2 separate regions of the Mus musculus genome follow, and region 1 is linked to region 2. The links are chromatin contacts, called in public Hi-C maps. All regions are on one chromosome and are shown on one strand. The core of a region is the stretch at or near the end of the contact, and the rest is flanking DNA. Distances in the headings are between cores, read along the strand shown.

Evidence for each region. A called contact is a pair of places that touch in the nucleus more often than the background predicts.
Region 1: a contact with region 2 is called in a Hi-C map of cortical neurons, with 2.9 times the contacts expected there. The contact joins the enhancer-like site here to the promoter of Mpped2 in region 2. A contact is called at or near these places in 2 of 39 promoter capture datasets (cranial neural crest and hippocampal neurons), 4 of 484 Hi-C or Micro-C datasets (cerebral cortex, cortical neurons and olfactory sensory neurons), 4 of 115 datasets of contacts at active chromatin or transcription factors (cardiomyocytes and embryonic stem cells) and 2 of 9 other capture datasets (adipose tissue and pancreatic islet).

Annotation. Positions count from the first base shown.
Region 1 is chr2:106,744,143-106,749,530 of GRCm38.p6, reverse strand. It overlaps Mpped2 (metallophosphoesterase domain containing 2), which reads right to left. Exons shown (of 7, transcript NM_001143683.2): 3 at 4,650-4,831. Among named protein-coding and RNA genes, the nearest start is that of Gm29885, 7.1 kb to the right of the region's middle. Within about 2 kb of position 1,975, at least 20 of the 459 cell types and tissues checked have an H3K27ac peak or open chromatin away from gene starts, as enhancers often do. A contact at or near this core is called in cortical neurons, hippocampal neurons and olfactory sensory neurons, where this site is marked.
Region 2 is chr2:106,691,396-106,696,295 of GRCm38.p6, reverse strand. It overlaps Mpped2 (metallophosphoesterase domain containing 2), which reads right to left and starts at 3,115. Exons shown (of 7, transcript NM_001143683.2): 1 at 2,475-3,115.

The DNA of each region.
Region 1 (5,388 bases), core at 726-3,225, 54 kb before region 2:
TCTGTGGAGAGGGAGGTTTCCAAACTCTGTCTTACTCCCATGTCAAAAACACTTTGAGTTGCTGCATCTTGAAGTCTACCTAGATTGAAGACTCTCGTAGCTTCCTCTGCAGTAATTGTGGACAGCTGTCTTAGTTTCTTTCTGTTGTACTAAAATACTCTGGCAAAGGCAACCTAAGGGAGGGGAGTTTCTTCTGTCTTACCAAAGAGAAATACAGTCCATCACAGAGGGGAAGTGAGGAAGGCAGGAGTCCTAAGCGGTTAGTCCCATGGATCCAGCTATTCAGGAAGCAGAATACAAGCAATTGATGCCCACTGTTTTCTATTCCTTTTCTCTGTCCCTCATCAATTAAGGCAATCAAGATAACCCACAGAGGCATGGCCAGAGGCATGGCTCCCAGGTGACTCTAGATTGCAGACAAGTGAGAACGGACTATCACACTGTCACACACCAGGATGGAATAAGCTGGATCACACAGGATTCTCTCCTGTGCTGGCTAGTTATGTTAACTTGACATACAAACTAAAGGAACCCTCACTTGAGAAAATGCCTCAGCAAGATATTGTTGGAGAGCATTTTCTTAATTAGTGATTGATGGTGGAGAGCCTACTCTATTGTAGACAGTGCTATCCCTGGACTGGTGGTCCTCAGTTCTATAAGAAAGCAGGCTGAATATACCAGTAAACAGCACCACTTCATGGTCTGTGCATCAGCTCCTGCCTTCAGATCTGTTTGAATGCCTGTCCTGCCTTCCTTCAGTAATGAACAGCGATATGGAGGTAAAAGCCACCTAAACCTTCCTCTCCCCAGCTTGCTTTTGGCCATGGTTTCATCAAAGCAATAGTAGCCAGAACTAGGACACCTCACAACAACCATGAGGTAATATTCTTGCTCTTGCCCATCTCACCAAAAAGGGGCCCCAAGAGTCAGTCGAAAGGTCAAACAGTTTATATATTAAAAAAACAAAAAAACCCCAGTAAATATAAAAGCAGGTGTCTTCCACTGCTTTATAATGTCAACATGCTATCCCACTTTTCTATCCTTGGACTATTACTAGCTTCAGCTTGATCTTGTGGACTATGGTAGCCAGTCTCATCAATTATCCCATATTAATAACTTTCTGCATTACACCTGCCCTGTGGCATATGGACATACTAATGAGGGCCTGCCACCTCCAAGTCAACAGTGAGCTCATTAGAGATCCTCAAGCCTTGTAGCTCGTGGGTCGGGGGAGAGTGAAGATGAGTGGGCTGTAAACCATCTTTCAAATATGTGCAGTCTTAGCACCTGACCAAACAGCTCCTCAACTTCCAAGTGAACCTGCTGCTGAAGTTCTCCCATGCTCATAGCTCATCACGTTATAGTCACACAGCCCCTCATTTACCCAATAAGTAGACTTGGGTAAACCAGTTAGCTCCTCTGGAACCTTATTGATTGATTGATTGATTGATTGGTTGTGTATATACATACATGCGTATGCCAGCATGCATGTGTGGAAATCGTGTGACAACTTGTGGATGTCAGCTCTCTCCCTCTACCATGTGGGACCTAGAAATAGAACTAAGGTCACCACACTTGGTGGCAAGGTGGCCTCACCTACTAAGTCATCTCACTAGCTCCTTGAATTTTCTTATTTACTAAATGACCTTGAAGAAAGCTATCTGTAAAATGTCTCTGAACTAGATTAACCCAATTTGGAGAAATAGAGCATGAGAAGAAGCAATGGTGTTTGCAAAGAAGAGGACAGCAGAGAGGAAAGACAAAGATCAGTCAGAGGTGACAAGACTTGTATGACCCAAGCTGCCGAGAGTGGAATGCCCTACTGTGGCAGAGGCCCTAGTCTGACCCTGACTCATACCTGGCAGAAAGGGCTGGAAGCACCCTTTCCAGGAGAGAGATTCCTAACAGTGCCAAGTGGTACAGTAATCACACACCATCTCTCACCCTCTGAGCACCCTGAGTTGCCCTGGTAACCATGAGCTATTCTCAGCCTTCTCTATGGGAACCCAGCTTCTCTACCCATTTCCCATGGGTTCCCATTGGTCTCTAGTTCTACACCCCTTACTGAGACTTCCCCCTTCTGCCTCACTAGATGGGGTGGGGGCTAGGAGGACGAGAGGGAAAGGGACCCGATGTACAGCTGGGCTTTAGCTTTTTATTTCCTTATCATTTTATTTCCTTAGTTACGGCACATTTTCATTTATGGCGTGCTTTCCCTTATAAAATCTCCAAGTGTTTATTTCTAATCTACTAAATAATTCCTCTGACCTCTTCTTGTTTTCACCCTTTAAATATCTGTTGATGGTTCACTCACCACATTCCCCATTCCATTATTAATGGCCCACAAAACTCACTACCAGCAATCATTTACTGATTAATCTGCACAGCAATCCAGAAAGACAGGTAGTATTAATCCTTAGTTCGGCAGAGGGAAACCAAGGGGAAAAGAGGTGAACTCATACACCCAAGGTCAGTAGCTCCACGAGATTAGACCCAGGATCTAACCTGTCTGTGTTCCTGAGAACGCCTCCCTGAAGCTCTGCCCTTCCTAGAGAAAACAAAACAAAACAAAACAAAACAAAACAAAACAAAACGTGCTCCACACACCTCCTTAATGCCTAAGCAGACTCAGTTCTTACTCCCAAATAATTATAGCTGCAAAGAAGTCATTGATAAAAAGTGACTAAAACAGGGACTAAAAGTCTGTAATTCCCCTTTCAGTGAATTTGACACCTCTGGACTTCTTGGACACTGCATTCACACACACACACACACACACACACACACACACACGCACGCATACCACAATTACCTTTGACAGTTAAGAGTGATTAAAATGAAGAGATAATACTTGAAAGAGAAGTTTGCCAAGGCAGAAAAAAAAAGTGAAAAAAAATTGATTACATCCAACTATGCCACAAGGAGACTAAAAATGTCTCTTAACTTCTTTGCATCTCTGTCATCTATAAAAATGAGACAACTTTGCTAAATGACTTCTAAAATATCTGTCTGCTTTAAATAAGACTGAGCACCTACTGAAAGGGCAGAAGATTTAAAAGCTCCGGCATCAGTGCCAAGATCACGAGAAGCTGGTGCATCATTCACCACTACTGAATCCTGGCTGCCACTGGAAGGCACGGTGTTGCCAGGAAGCAGCAGAAACAAGAGAGCGGTATAGCTCCAGCTTGAGACTTTAACTCATACCCCGAGAAACAAGTCAGCGGAAACAAAAGAGCACAAACATCAGAAAATACACATTTCAGTTCTTGCTGCCAAAGGACATACTGCTATCTATTTAAATGCTTGTTTTTAAAGAAATGTCTTACCACATAAAAGTACAGCCAACATGTTATGTTATCACTAACAGGGATAAATATAGAAATTATACCAAAGTGTTTAGTCTTACCGATAATAATCAAATAAAAGTAGCTAAGAATGATGGCGATTTGTACTCTAATGACAATTATGTACAAGTTGACAGGCATGCATGAACACATGAAAAAGCAAAATTGGTCATAGTAAAGCTTATTGTTTATTTTTAACGTATATTAAACATTTTAATGAACATTATTGTCAATAAACATGCATCTTCTATCATCTCTAATCAGCAATTTAAAACTTTCCCATAACCTGCTTTAGCTTGATTTTTTTAAAAAATGAAATAAAATAAAACAAAACTTAAAGTTTCTGCCTAAATCTTCTGAGTAATTTTCATTGGCTCCCATAATACTCATGACTTCATTTTTCTAGAATCATGTTTTCCTTTACTATATTATTCTATATTACTCTTTAGTGTCTTCAGAAATGCCTTACCATTTTTTCTTTCTTATTTTATTTATAGTTTTTATTTCCTTTATGGTGCTGGGACTGACCTTAGCAGCTTGCAGATGAATGGGTGGTAGGCCTGTACTCTGCCGCTGAGCTGCACCTCAGCCCTAACAATCAGGCCCAAACAGGTGTGTGTAACTCCAGGCTGGCCTTGCAATGATAATATCTGGCAGCTGCCCTCCCAGGACCCAGTGTTTTGCTGAATTACAGGACCATTGACTGGGTAGTCATGTCTGTCCACCACACCCCCTTCTTCCTCCCCACTTCCTTGTTCAGGAAAATCTGATGGGTTTCATGTCAGAATAGCTGATGTCTGGAGAGTCCTAGGCCTTGTGCAGGACCCTCGGGAAAGCTGCATCTAGGGAATACAGAGCTAAGCAGGAGCTGAGCTTCTTAGAGGGACTTTCACGCCCTCTCTGCTACTTGGAAGCGTTCTCTTACCTCTGGGTCTTTTGTACATCTTTACTAATGACACCTTGGAAAGACTAGAGCCAACGAATTAAAAATATGATTCTAGGCCTTGTGTGCGCCAATGAATGTCCTCATTAAAGCAGGAGGAGGGAGATGAGATTGGTTTCAAAGCTTCCGAGCTCTTTGCCCCAGAGCCGCTGAGGCCAGGCACTGAAAGGATGCACAGTAAAATTAAATATCTAAAAATTCATCTTTAATTAACAAAATTGGATTACAGCTAGACACCACAGCATATCATACAAGAAATGGCTGAGCCGGCTTCCAAGTGCTCTAATTCAATTAGGACGCAGTGAGTGACACTCAGACCGGGAAAGGTTAATTGGGGCCGCTAGAACGCAATCATTCCTTACCTAACCAGTCATTAAACTTCTTAACCTCTGAGGGCAGTCCCAGCTCGGTGAAATCGCCTGTGTGGAGAAGGATGTCCCCATAAGGCATCTGGATACCATCTGTTCTGGAGTGTGTGTCTGAGATGCAGACAAACCGCGTGTGGCCCGCTGGTTTTGGAGTGTCATATGGGATGGGGTCGACCCTAAAGTAGACATAACAGATCCCGTAACAGTTAAACATGTCAGAACCCTCGTAATAGTCATCATACAGACACATCGACTGTCATCATGCACACACCCAAACAGTCTAACGCAAGGACAGAAGAGCCCAAGGCAGAAAGGGACACCTCGGGGATATGAAGAAGAGAGCATCCTTCATCTACAGTTCCACTAGAACAATTCAAACTGTGTTACTTACCTGTAGGAAAATGAAAAGGCAAGAGTCCAAAAAAGCCTAAGAAACTGATAGTGATTAATACTGAAGTGCTGGGATATTGGGCCCCAACTTAGGAAGCAAAATTATGCCCTTTCTCTCTCATCATGTTTCCACAGATCCCGCCACTCATTAGGAAGCGGATATCTCATTAATTCCTTCTTAAACATGCATAGCTTAAGCAAAGAGCTAATTTACAGAGAGCAGCCTGCGCATGCTCAGCCAGCTGAGCTTCAGAGACAGCACCCACATTCAGTTTCCTTTCCATACTCAGTCAACACCTATGTCTTCAGATTTTTGCTATGAGGTTTACTGATTACGTTTTGT
Region 2 (4,900 bases), core at 1,866-4,365:
AAAAAAAAAAAAAAAAGAAGAAGAAAGAAAGAAAGAAAACCCACGTGAGCACATTGAGCATTTCCTAGACAGCAGTCACTCTGTCCCTTAAGCTGAAATTTTCTTTTCCAGGAACCCACTTGGAAAACCTCTTAAAGTCTGCTGGCAAGGAGGGGATTAAACACTGAAGGCTTAAATAACTGTCTCCACCTCCTAGACACCAGAAGTCCGATTTACCTCAACTTTCAAAGCAACCATTTCTGACCTCTGTACTCGCGTGCTGCCTACGCCAAACCCAGAAGAAATGAGCCCTGGATTTCGCTTTCCTTGTTTAAATAATGGTGCTCATTTGAGTTAGGAAGATAGCCACCTCACTTACTGGGTGGAGGGACTTTGGAGTTCGCTCCTGATCCAACCCCGCCAAAATTCATTCTCTCCTCCCTCTGTCTCGCGGATCGAGAACCTTAACTCACGCCCCTACTCTTTTATGCCCATTTCCAGTTACTCATCTCCGCATGCGGGAGCGATGCCCACACGCTGTCCAAACCGTGGCTGCACCGCTTCTTTATTTTTCTGGAAATGCTAAAAAAGTTCCACGTGCCTCTGTCCACTAAGCTCCCTCCCTTCCCTTCACACTTACACCTGAACTTGTCTCCAGCACTGCTGACACCCAGCTGGCACATTCTTTCGGAGAGGGAGGGCACGACTTTTCTCCTGAGCCTCTGACAAAGCGTGGGGTCTATATATGGTGGGGCGAGGGGGGACGCAGAATTCTCTACTTTGGATTGGTTTGTTTGTTTTAAATCTAGGGTGGGCAGATGAGGTGGGGGGCTGCAGCTACTACACACATACACGCGCGCGCGCGCGCGCACACACACACACACACACACACACACACATGCCCTGCTCTGTCAACAGCTCCCGTTGCCTGGTCCTGGCCACAACTCCCTCCTCTTTCCGTAGACGCTGAGTACCCGCTGGGCACCGCCACTGCCGGCGGTGGAGGCAGCACGAAGGACAGTAGACTTTCTCCCCCAGGGTCGGTTAAGCATTTTCCCCCACCTTCCTCTCTCCCAGCGGGACACCGACTGAAGACCGCCGTAGAAAACGGGCTCTGACGTCGCTGCCATCCTCGGTGGGGCATCTTAACCCCAGGTCTGGGACGGAAGCCTCCGAAGCGCACTGGCATCTCCGAGCATACAGACCAGAGCCCGAGTCCGTACCCTAAGCAGCTGCCTCTTTGCTCTGAGTCCCGGAGCTGCCAGGCTCCTCCCGGGAACAGTTGGGAAGGGAAGAGATCCAGCCAGCCATCGGGCTGGAGGAGAATGTGGAGGCCACCGCCTTGCCCCCTCTTTGGAAGTCTTTCCCTTCCAGTTAAAGTTGTGTGTTTTTCCCAGCCTGACCTGTTAGTGTCTTTACCATCACAAATCAATTACACATTTTTCATGACCCGCATTCACTCTTAATTCCGGGTGTGTTGTGGGGTGCGCTATAAATCAACCCCACTGCTTATCTTTCCGTGCTCTTTTCTTGCTGGGGGATTTCAATGCCCTCTCGAACCTCTAGGTTAAAAAAAAAAAAATGCTCCCTTCACCTCCTAGGCCGCAAAAGCCCGAAATTCAAAAGATTTTAAAAGAGAATCTTGCCACATGTAAATGTAAATAGGGTTGGGGGGTAAAGGGGGAGATCCACACAACTACTGCTTAGGTAGAAAAGAAACTGGGCGGCTACGGTTACTTTTCCACGCTGCCGTACCCCGCCTCCCAGCCCTCTCGCTCGGCAGGCAGCAATCGCCGAGACCGGAGAGTAAGGTCCGGGCGCGGGGGCTGGCGGAGAGCTCCGCGCTGGAGCGCTGCGCGCGCGGGCGGCCGGAGCACAAAGCTGCACCGAGCCGTCCGGCCACTGCACCTGGCCCCGGGCCGCCGCGGGCGCACAGGGCTCGGGCCAACACAATGCACCCGGGCCTAGGCCGGGGCAGCTGCGGCGCACGACCCTGGGACTTTCTAGTAAACAGATCTCGGACTCCCGGGCCCCACCCCCATCCCTTGCCCCGGGGCTTTGCCGCAGGCTTTCGCGGACAACCCCCTCCCCCTGCCGCCACCACCTTCCTGAGAAACCCGGCGGAGGAGGGGGCAGGGAGGTGGGGACCCCGAGAGGTCCGTGGCCGAGGGCTGGGGGGAAGGGAGAACAGGGGGCGAGATGGGGAGTGGGAAGAAGGACAGCTACGTAAAGAAATTCGCTCTCGCTTGTTGGGGGCTTCGGGGGAGACAAATCTGCTCTCCCCGGGTCCTCGAGTGTTCAGTCGGCCAACCTCAGGGTCGGCGGGGCCGCCGCGCTCCGCAGCCCCCGCGCCCTCGCACGCGCCTCTGACAAGGCACCTCTCACCCGGGCTCCGCTTTGTGTGTGCATTTTTTTTTCCCCTTCCTCTCGCGCCCGGCACCGGCCGCCTCCTCCCCCCTCCCCCGCCCTCCGCCTCCCTTCCCCGGGCGGATTACCTTTCCCGGGCTGCGCTCCGGGTCCCCGGGATGCCTTCAGCGCCCGGTGTGCGGGCGAGCCATCGCCAAGCAACCCGAGCCGGCTTGGAGCAGCGCTGGGGGCGGCAGGGGCGAGGGGCGCGGGCGGGCCAGAACCTTCGACCCCGGAGGTCCCCGCCGCCGATCCAGGGCCTGGGAGGGCAGCACAGGGGCGCGGTGCGAGCGGGACGCGGGGTCGCTGCGTGGGGAGGTGGAGAGGACCGGAGCAGCCTCGATCTGGGAAGAGAAGGAGCGAGGGGGCGAGGAGAGGCAGCGAGGGCGCGGCGAGCGAAGGGAGCGCGAGCGGTGCAGTGACAGGGACTGCCACTGGGGTCAAAGGAGCACAGCTCCAGGAAGCAGGGCCGCCCAGGCGCCGCTTGCTGTGAGCTCCCCGCTGGGACCCCGCGCCCTGCACGCCCCTGCCGTAGTTCCGGCCCACTCGAACCCCCCACCCACGCCCCGAGGCCGCGGGGTTTCCAGGAGAGGAGGGAGAGCGGAGGGCGAGGCCCGCAGGCTGCTGGTGCTCCCTGGGTCAAGCAGGCGGCAGGAAGCTGAGCTGCAAGTTCACCATCGTGTGTGATCAGCGTTAAAATGATAGGGGTCGGGGAGATGGGGGCGGGCCACTGAGCGCCAGGAAAATAAGGGAGCCCCCCAGATGGTCGTCTTCTGCAAAGAGAACACCAAGCCCCCGCCCCCCACTCATGAACCTGCCAGGCTCTGTCAGAGGTCCTGGCACAGCTCCAAAGCGCAGAACTCGCTGCAGGGGCAGGAGGAGCGACTGGGGCACTAAGATCTCACAAGAGGGGCGACCCCAGGGTCCCTCCACACTGCTGAACTGAGACTTTCCTATGGGGTATCAAGGCTTCCCTCTCCTAAACCCTCTCATAGAGCCAGAGGCACACACACCCCACTTTGGCTCTGTAATGTTGTTCCTGAGAAAGAAAAGGCCAACCCAGCTGGTGTTTTTTCACCTTCAAGAATTAAGACAGGTTCAGGATAAGAAGGTGAAGTCAGGCAAAGGCTTTAATTGTTTCCGCACCCACACCCCCGCGCCCCTTTGAATCACATTCTCCCTTTCCCAAAGACACGCTCTTCAAATAAATAAATAAATAAATAAATCGAAGTTACTCCAATTTTCTCTGCTACTTTGGAAACCTGGCGGGGAAGGGGAGCGGAACACTAGGATTTGTATGCAAAAGGAGGGCGGGGTAAGGATAGGAAAAGCCGCTGAAATGGTGGGACAGACGGCTTTTTAGAAAACTTGGTTGGCACGGCTGTCTGAAAGATGAGGTGGCCCTGTGATGTTATGCCACTGTCAGAGCCGAAGGATTTGGACGGCGACCAGATCTAATTCCTTTCTAGGAGTCAGATTCAAAAAAAAAAAAAAAAAAAAAAAAAAAAAAAGAAGAAGAAGAAGAAAGAAGAAAAGAAAAGAAAATCTGCATTCTCCGAAGGGAACACCAATGTATGTGCACGAGAGTGAAACCTGTGCTTTGTATACTACATGACAACTGACTAGACGTCCTGGCTGAAATTATATCCCCTAAAATTAAAAAGGAGCCGTTTCAACCTGGCCTGTAGCCTCTGTGCTGAGACTAATTGGTTTCCAAGGTCTGGAAAGGAAGGGAGAGAGGCAGAAGGAGCCCCTTATTTAAAGAAAAAAAAAAAAAAGATCAAACGGAATTCGCTTGAAAATATTTCCCTTTTACAATGGACTTTCCTGACACTTGAATTTTAAGTAGTCCATCTCTTCTGCTCAGGATGCAGAAATGAAGGGGAAATGGGCTTACTGATGTACTTTCATTGTATAGTGTGCCCAGAGTGTCAGTGCTTGCCTGATGGGCTGAGGGGAAAGGACAGTGCCTTCTCTGGCCAAGCACAAATCACAGCAAGTGACACTGACATTAAAGGATGCCAAAGATGAGGTGAAGGGGCAGTTTCATATTTTGCTGTCTTTTGGTTTTCAGCCCAACCATGAACACTGACTAGAAACTTGTTCTTTTAAGTTATTAGATTTTGTCTCCCAGAAGAGTTAGCAATACACTCCTCTTTTGTAAACAGTTTGAATTTTAAGACTAATTAGACTGATTTGATCAGTCTAATATCACTGTGCACTAACCCCCCCCCCCCACACACACACACACTGAATCGTTACTTGAAACAGTCATACTAATTTAATATGGTTTGAGATCTAAATATGGGCACACTGACTATAAATAACAATGTGCTCTGTTTTACAGGCACATTTTAAAGGATATTTAATGTGATTAAAAATCAAGTGTGTGGTTCTTTACAAAGTTGGTGGGAATTTGTATCATTTTTTGAGTAGGAGAAACTGAGGAAAATAATATTTAAAACAAAATTTCAATATAAGAAGAAAACCAAACTTACTGGGTCCCTGCTTATAA